Regions from separate parts of the Mus musculus genome. Here region 1 is linked to region 2. The links are chromatin contacts, called in public targeted proximity ligation maps. All regions are on one chromosome and are shown on one strand. The core of a region is the stretch at or near the end of the contact, and the rest is flanking DNA. Distances in the headings are between cores, read along the strand shown.

Region 1 (4,409 bases), core at 216-2,715, 140 kb after region 2:
GATTCCGTAGGAGAATAGACTGGGTTACCCCCTTGGGGAGGACCCTGATGCCTATGTGACAGGAAGATGACCTCTATTCTTGTCAACACAGCTTTGGCAAGAAAACCAGCTCCCTGCCTGTAGCATTGCAATTCACCCCAAGACCTCACCGTGAAGGCCAAGCAATGGGCCTGGGGTGCCCTGCAGTAGTCCTAAGGTGTCCCATGAAGCTCCCCAAGTAAGTGTTCCTCATGTTCTCTCTCCCCCAGCATTTGCTGTTTTGAACTGAGCCTGCTCAGTCAACATCAGCCCCTGCATCTGCTGCCTTCTTCCTGGAAGGCCTTGCACTCACTGGTTTCTTCCCTCACCATCTGCTCAGACTTGCAGCTTAGGTAGAATTACTAAAGGCCGAGGTCATGAACACAGACCACAGAACATCAGGAAACCGCTGAATGTATACTAACTAGATCATTCTGATTTCTTGGCCATCCTCTCCTGTTCCGGCCTCAGGGTCCCATTGGCTTGTGAAATCTCGAGAGAACTAATCTGTACTCTCTCTCCGTCCAAGTCCTGAATCTGGCCTTTCTTTTGTTTTCAGCCCATTAGGAAAAAGAAAATATGAAATTCTTCTAACTCATCAGATAACCCAGCTAGTGTATTCTCGTGACCTGAGTAGGGCAAGCCAGAGATGTTTGGAAGTTTGCTTTTCCAACCTCAAAGGCCCATTAAGATGTTTTTCTCAAGAAACAACTATATAATTTCCACCTAGTTCCACCAGGAAGTTTCAGAGGGTTTGAGATGATAGCAATTCCTCAGTGTGCTTCGGTAAATTCCTATGCTAGTTTCCTGGTCCTCTTCCACTGTGATGTTGATAATGTGGGAGGCCCACGTACATGGGGAGTTTCCATAGCATGTAACTACACACTGATAGAACAGTACAGAGGAGAGTGTGAGGGAGCCAATACACTGCTTTAAAAGAAATCAAGTATGGCTCTCTCTCTCTCTCTCTCTCTTTCTCTCTCTCTGTCTCTCTCTCTCTCTTTCTCTGTATGTGTGTGTTTGTGTGTGTGCATATGTGTGTGTGTTGATGTGAATGTGTGTCCATGAGTGCATGTGTGTGTTGTGATGTGTTTATGCATGTGTATGTGCATGTGATGGGTGTATGTGTTGGGGTGTTTGTGTGTATGCATGCTTGTATGTGTGTATGCATGTGCGTATGTGTGTGTGCACGTGTTTGTGGATGTAGTCCTTGTGCTGGTGGGGATATGTGTGCATGTGGGCGCTTACATGTGCTGGGGTTGAGGTGGTATGTGGAGTGTTTATGCAGGCCAGAGCTAGAGGTCCTGTGGAGTGTGGGAGAGAGAGAAATTTGTGTATGATTTAAGATTTCTCAGCCTGTCTCTTGCCAAGTGGTTTCCTCTGAAGCTCAGACTCAGCCCATATGGCCTGGGGTGGAAAATACCACTGCAGGCAGCCAGTCCCTGACTCATTCCGAAAGCCTGCAGGCTGCTGCTTACTACTGTGTGTCCCACACTCAAATGTGATCGGCCCTGCCTCCAGACTGTTCCTTTGAGGATCCATATTCCTCTTGGAAAGCTTGGAAAGGAATGTGGAGACCCCGGAGTACACGTCTCACCTTGACTCCCTCTCTCCTGCCTGGTCTCTTCTATGGACCTACTCTGTAGTCAAAAATCTTACAACTACAAACTCCTTAACTAGTCCTAGGGGCCTATAGAATGTATCTTCAACGTCCCACAAGTCCTTTGGATCTCTCTGCTCTCTTTCTTCTATATCTCCCCTGCTTCCCATTCTACTTGCATAGCCTTGGGTGACACATCACTTTAAAGCCCTATAGAAATGACAGTATCACCTCTGGAGGCAAACGAAAATGAATGAATGAATGAATGAATGAATGAATCTTTGTGGAAGTGGGTATTGGTACTAGAAATGAACCCGTGGCCTGATGCCCAAGATTCTATCAATGAAACTGAAAGGATGTTCAATTCCCGGTAAAATTTGGAGATGCAGTGTACACTTTCACGAGGAGAGTTGTTCCTTCGTGGGCCTCAGCATGTAAGCTGTTCATTCCCTTCCTCAACTGATAGCAGTGCGGGAGAGCCCCCTCCAGGGGAGTTTCCCCACTGTTTCCATGCTGTGGGAGTATTTCCTGTGACACGGCACAGTGTGAATGAGTGGGGAAAGGAGCGGGCACACTTTCTCTGCTTCCAGGCTAAGGGTCTACATGAGTTGTTAACCCATGTGAGTACTTCAGGGTTGTAAAATATTTTTATTTTATAAAGGAACCATTCAATGCCTATACCTGAAGCGCTTCTACATCTGATCTTCCACCCATGGGGGAGGGTGGGCATGGAAGCAGATTCCCAAGGCTTGGACGCATTCATCCAATGTGATTCTCCATTTGCAGGTGGGTAGGTTGACTGTCTCACTGATAATCAACCTGTCTGTCTCCTTGTCTTCCATCTCACTGCATCTTATGGAGACTATAAAATGACTCCCTACACATAGGTTTGGCCTAGTGTTGGTGACCCTTGACATGCTGAGTATGTATCTTATCTTCAAGATTGTGTCCAGGGATCTGGGGCTTGCATTCACAGGGCACAGGTTCTGTGAGAGTTAGAATTATGGGCACTGATATCCTACTGAAATGGGGGCCAGCCACTGCCACATTTATAGCTGGCAGGAAAAGTGATGGGCTAGCACCTCCCGACTGGATGCTGCTTCTCCTTGTAGTTGCTGCTCTCCATGAGGGGAATCCTCCCACCTCCTCCCGCACACCCACATAGACACTATACACACTCACCATTGAATTCCCAATCCACTGCCCTGAGAAGCCCACAGCAAGAGGTTTCCTCCCTTTATGACAGTTTCTTCTAAGCAGAGTAAATGGCCATTTCTACCTATCACCCCCTCTTCTAGAATTTACCAGACTGTGAGCATATGCAAAGATAAACCTACTGCTGTTTTCTGTCACTGTGAGTGTCCCCTCTCATCTATCTGTTCTTCCTAGACCCTGGTCTCCCACCCACATTTGTCCCTGCGACAGCAAGAAACAAGTTTCCTGCTGGTTCTAGCAGTGCGTTGTGGAAGACTTAGGACAATTGATGATGCTCACCTCCCACACAGCCCTGCAAAACACCACTGCAGGATAAAGTTGGGCCCTGTGTGACAGGGGTGACCTCCTTTTCAGCTGCTGCTCATAAGTCCCAGAAGAAATTTCAGATGCATCATTAACACACTGGATCATGAATTATGCAGTCAGCCAATGAGCAGAGATTGAATGTGAAGTCTGTCTTACACTCCCTTTCCATCTTACCAGGTAATGGCTTGCATACATTTGGTGACAGCTGGAGTCACCACAGGTACATATCGAGCCTCTGAAGCAGAATCTCCCCGTCTTGTGTTCTAAGGTCACAGGATACAAATAGGACCTTAGTTTCTTTTCCTCTTGCTGGAGTAAAATATGCAAAGGAATGTGTTCAAAGCGGAGCTAGTTTATTCTGGCTCACAGATCAAGGTCCACAAGGTTAGGGAAGTCGAGGCACCAGAAGCTTGAAGCATCATGTCACGTTGTCAAATGCGGGGTGAACACACACTGCTCCTCACCATTTACACTGTCCAAAATCCCAAGCAGGGAATGGCCCCACCCACCATTAAAGCAGGTCTTATATTTATTAACATTGTCAAGATAATCCTCTCTAGCAGTGTTTCTCAACTTTCCTAATGCTGCGACCCTTTAATACATCTCCTCATGTTGTAATGACCCACCACCAAAATATTACTTCATTGCTAATTGATAACTGTGATTTTACTACTGTTATGAATCATGATACAAATATCTAATAAGCAGGATATCTGATATGTGACCCTTGTAAAAGGGATTTTGACCCCCAAAGGGATATAAGCCTTCAGGCTGAGCACCTCTGTTGTACAGGCCTGCCACATGTCTGTCTTCTAGATGATTCTAGATCCTATCAGGGTCACAGGTGTGAAGCCCATGAATTCCTTATGTCCCTATCCCCCATCCTTCACCAGTGACAGAACCTGGTGGCATCATGTCTTCTAGCAACTGACCTTCATGTGTTGGGATAGCAAGAGAGGACCACGTGTGCTGGACTCTCTCAGGGTGGGCAAAGGAAGAAATGGGCTGCAAGCCGGCTCTCTATCCTGAACCACCATTCTTCTCTGGGATGTTATAAGAAAATGAGTTAGAACTTGCTCAATTTGGAGTATACCCAAGAGGCTTTTATGTTCTATATACTGCACTCCTCAGTGGGATTCTGGGGGATTGCAGGAAGTTGCTGAGGAAGAAGGCTTTTCCTCCATGTGAGTAGTGGCTACCATTGGGTAGGAGTGGGAGCCCTGGAGGAGGTAGTCTGGGTGTGTTAGAAACAGTAGTTTCTTGGACTCGG
Region 2 (3,886 bases), core at 899-3,398:
TGGTGGTTATGGTTGAACATAGGAATGGGAGGCATAAATGTTCCCATAATAAGTATCAAGAGGCTGCTGTAGGTCTCATTGCCATTTAGGAGGAGGGACCATGAAATGGCTGTGCCAGGGAGTAGTATGGGTACCACTGATTAGAGAAAAGAAAGCCATGTGCCACAGAGAACAGAAGAGAAGGGTGGAGAAGAAAAGGAAGAAGTGGGTTAAAGGGGCACTGGGACAGTGTGTTCTTGGGACATAGCAGCAGAGCTGGGACTAGGTCAGCACAAATTAACCTGATAGTTCTGAGAGTGATCCAGAATGGTTGTTGCTTTGACTGACCTCATCCCTGAGCCTGAAGTAGGGTCTTGCTTGCAGTGAAAATCAAGTTAATTTGGTAGAAGGGCAGGAGTCTGTTAGGACTAGGGACATGTTAGACTAATATCAATCTTCTTTTTTTTGAGTTCTAATGAGACTAGCCATTTGTTGGTTGAAAGTCACTGCTTTCTAGTGCCCAGTTAATGTGGGGCATCATGAAAGGAAGTGTGTGTGTGTGTGTGTGTGTGTGTGTGTGTGTGTGTGTGTGTGTGAATAGCAGGGATATGTACATGATGAGGGTAAGGACAGGCTGTGGGTTTGCCCTACCCTCGGCATCACCTGAGAGCTCAGAGGTGGCTCTACTGTGATACTTGCAGATTGTGCAAATGATGAGGCCTGCAGCTTCCTTACAGTGTCCACAATGGAGTCAGAGGTTTCATGTGACTTTTATTCTTGGACAAGGGACAACTTTGCCTGCGTGACTTCTGACCAGGTAAGCCAAAACAGATTCCTGTTCCTGTGGAATCAATCTGGTGGCCTCTGTGCCTGCAGATTTTGAATTTGGGAATGGCAGTTGTGGTGGGCCAGAGCCACAAAGGGTCAGTGTAGCATCTGATCATCAGGATGGTGCCTTAGTGTGGAGTAGCCTCATTGTCCTCTGCCATTACTTACCTCATAAGGCAGCTTGGTTCCTCATGCTAAGGGGCTATTGTCCAGAGCCCAGAGAACCATTTGACTCCTAAGTTCTGAGCACCTGCATTGCTTTCATTGTAAAAGTCAAGTGTAGTAGGGGTTTGCAACCCCATAGGAAGAACAACAATATCAACAAACCAGAACCCCCAGAGCTCCCAGGGACTAATCCACCAACCGAAGAGTACACATGGGGGGCCCATGGCTCTAGCCACATAGCATATGTAGCAGGGGATGGCCTTATCTGGCACCAATGGGAGGAGAGGCCCTTGGTCCTGTGCAGGCTTGATGCCCCAGTGTAGGGGAATGCCAGGGTGAGGAGGAGGGAGTGGGTGGGTTGGTGGGGAAGTACCCTCATAGAATCAGGTAAAGGGGGGATGGGACAGAGGGGTTGTGGGGAAAACAGGAAGGGGGATAGCATTTGAAATGTAAATAAATAAAATACTCCTCCCAAAAGAAAAGAAAAGAAAATCCTTGTAGAACATTAAAAAACAAAAACAAAAACAAACAAAAATACCCACCACCATTCCATTAGAATAGGAGGCCATCCAGCCAAAATCAGTTCCTGGGTCCCAGGGTCCCTAATGGCTGATCTTGCAAGTTTCCTTCTTCTGTGTCCATTTAAATTCTTCTGTGTCCTCTTAGAAAAATGTCTATGTATTGAAGCCTCTTTTAGGTTTTGTGTGTGTTAACATAATAAATCTTTTCTTCCTAAGGACTTTTGCATATCTGTACCATTTTAGTGTGGTAGCCAGTCCACACTAAGGTGCATGGTACTTTTAAGACATCACCTACACTGGGAATTGCACATGCCTGTTCTCTGAACACATGTGTCAGAGTGTTCATGCCTTGCAAGATGTAATGGAGAGGGCTCCCCCAGAGTTTTAGCAGCTTATTAGATGTAAATGAAATACTGGCAGGACACAGATGCAAACAAATATCAGTGCCTACCACTCACTTCCTGCTTTTTAGCTCCCAGGTCCTTCAGATAACCCACATAGCAACACATCACGGGGCGATTGTGGGGATTGAAGAACCCCTTTAGAAAAAAAATTACAGGACAATTTCTGCTATGAATATTACTATAATAGATATCACCTGTGTCAATGTTATTCCCCTCCCCAATCTCTAACTAGGTCAACAGGAAGTTTCACAGGAAGTCTTGCATAGAACTTTGTTAAGGTTCCTCCCAAGGCCCTGGGCTATCAGTGCAGTAATGCAGGGGTGGGGCTTGGATGTTGGTTACTTATAATTGGTCCACCTTGTTCCAGTCTAGGACCCCATTCCCAACAGTTCTCATAGCCTCCCTGGCTCTTTGGCTCCAACTCCTTTGAGATTCTGGAGCTGCAGTGCAGGAATTCAGTCTGCTAAGTTTAGTAATTCCCCCTGCATCTTATGGTTCCAGCCCAATCAGGATGCAACCAGAAGGGATAAGAGAGGAACTTTCACTGCTCTGGGTTTGTATTTCAATCCTTTTCAGGCATTCACACCTCCTTCTTTTAATGGTTTTTGTGGCCCTTCATTCCATCCTCCATCTCTTCAGTAAAGAAAGCATGAAGAGCCAGTGCCTTCAAGTAGCCTGTATTTAAATCTTTGCCCTCTGTAAAGCCCTCATAAGAAACGTCATGGCTAGCAACTCTGAGGAGGGGCAAATACTATATGATAAGCAGGGATGAGTATGCTAGTTTTGTCCTACCCACTCACCCGTGGAACTGATGAGAGCAAATCAGAAGAGTGCCAAGGTGACCAAGAACGGCAAGGTGCTCTGCAGGTTGAGCTGAGGTTTCTAAGCTTCAAATCTGCCTGTGGGCAGAACACCTGCAAGGCCTCCCCAAGCTGACTCCTCCCTCCTCCCCTCTCTGGCCATTACCCATTTCACTGGACAAAATTCTGGTCTTCAATTAGAGCCCCATCCACATTCAGTATTATTGGGAAGCTCTCCTCAGTTCTCCTTCTCCATAGAATTAATCACTGTCACCCCTGTAACAGACTCCAGTTGCACAGCTATGTGCAGCGACCATCACTGTTGATGGGAGTTTACTGCTCACATGTGTGCCCTTCTAATAGGCTAGGAAAGCTAGAACCAGAAGTCCTCACGAATTTTCCTTGCATCTTCTTGATAACTGTGGTCAGAGTTTGGTAAGTATGTGTTGAATTGCTTTGAACTAATGGAAATACTGGATGATAACGGGGCCCTTTCCACTTCCAGGAACAAGATGCTATGGGCAGCCTGAAGGCAACCAGTTTCGGGAGCCTCAGGTGCCAGGTGAAAGTGAGAAATAGTGGCAAGGATTCTCTGGCTGTGTATGTGAAGAAAGGTAGGTTGGCGATGCTGGAGCATCCCTTGATTGTGTTTAGAGTGGTTTCAGAATGATGTGTCTGTGAGGAGGAGATTGACCCCTCACCTCACTGCATGCATGAGACCCTCTTCTCCCTGATCCCACCTGAAGCAGGCTCAACCCACCTGCCTTCTGCAGACAGACAGTGTCCTCCCAGCAGCTACAAAAGGATTTCTGTAACATTCATCTGAGCCATCAGTTCTGGTTTTTATCCCGGTCTGCTGGGGCTGTGAGTCTCATACAGCAGGAACCAAGGAGCCAATGGAAACACAGACACAGTGCAGACAGGGACCCAGCCAGCTTGGCCTATGTGCATGCAACAGAATGCAGACATGTACCCAGCCAGCTTGGCTTATATGCATGCAACAGAGTGCAGACATGCACCCAGCCAGCTTGGCCTAGGTGCATGCAACAGAATGCAGACATGCACCCAGCCAGCTTGGCTTATATGCATGCAACAGAGTGCAGACATGCACCCAGCCAGCTTGGCCTAGGTGCATGCGTACCAAGGCCTTCACCCTGCTTACATCTGGCATTCCAGCAGATCCTGGCTT

What was found.
Region 1: a contact with region 2 is called in a targeted proximity ligation map of memory CD8 T cells, with 50 read pairs. A contact is called at or near these places in 11 of 484 Hi-C or Micro-C datasets (B cells, CD4 T cells, Th2 cells and 6 more), 5 of 130 datasets of targeted methods (the NIH/3T3 cell line, effector CD8 T cells, embryonic fibroblasts and 2 more) and 3 of 9 other capture datasets (adipose tissue, liver and pancreatic islet).

The regions. Positions count from the first base shown.
Region 1 is chr15:66,860,571-66,864,979 of GRCm38.p6, forward strand. No RefSeq gene overlaps it. Among named protein-coding and RNA genes, the nearest start is that of Gm46514, 29 kb to the right of the region's middle.
Region 2 is chr15:66,716,448-66,720,333 of GRCm38.p6, forward strand. It overlaps Tg (thyroglobulin), which reads left to right. Exons shown (of 48, transcript NM_009375.2): 24 at 681-796; 25 at 3,203-3,311. Among named protein-coding and RNA genes, the nearest start is that of Tg, 48 kb to the left of the region's middle.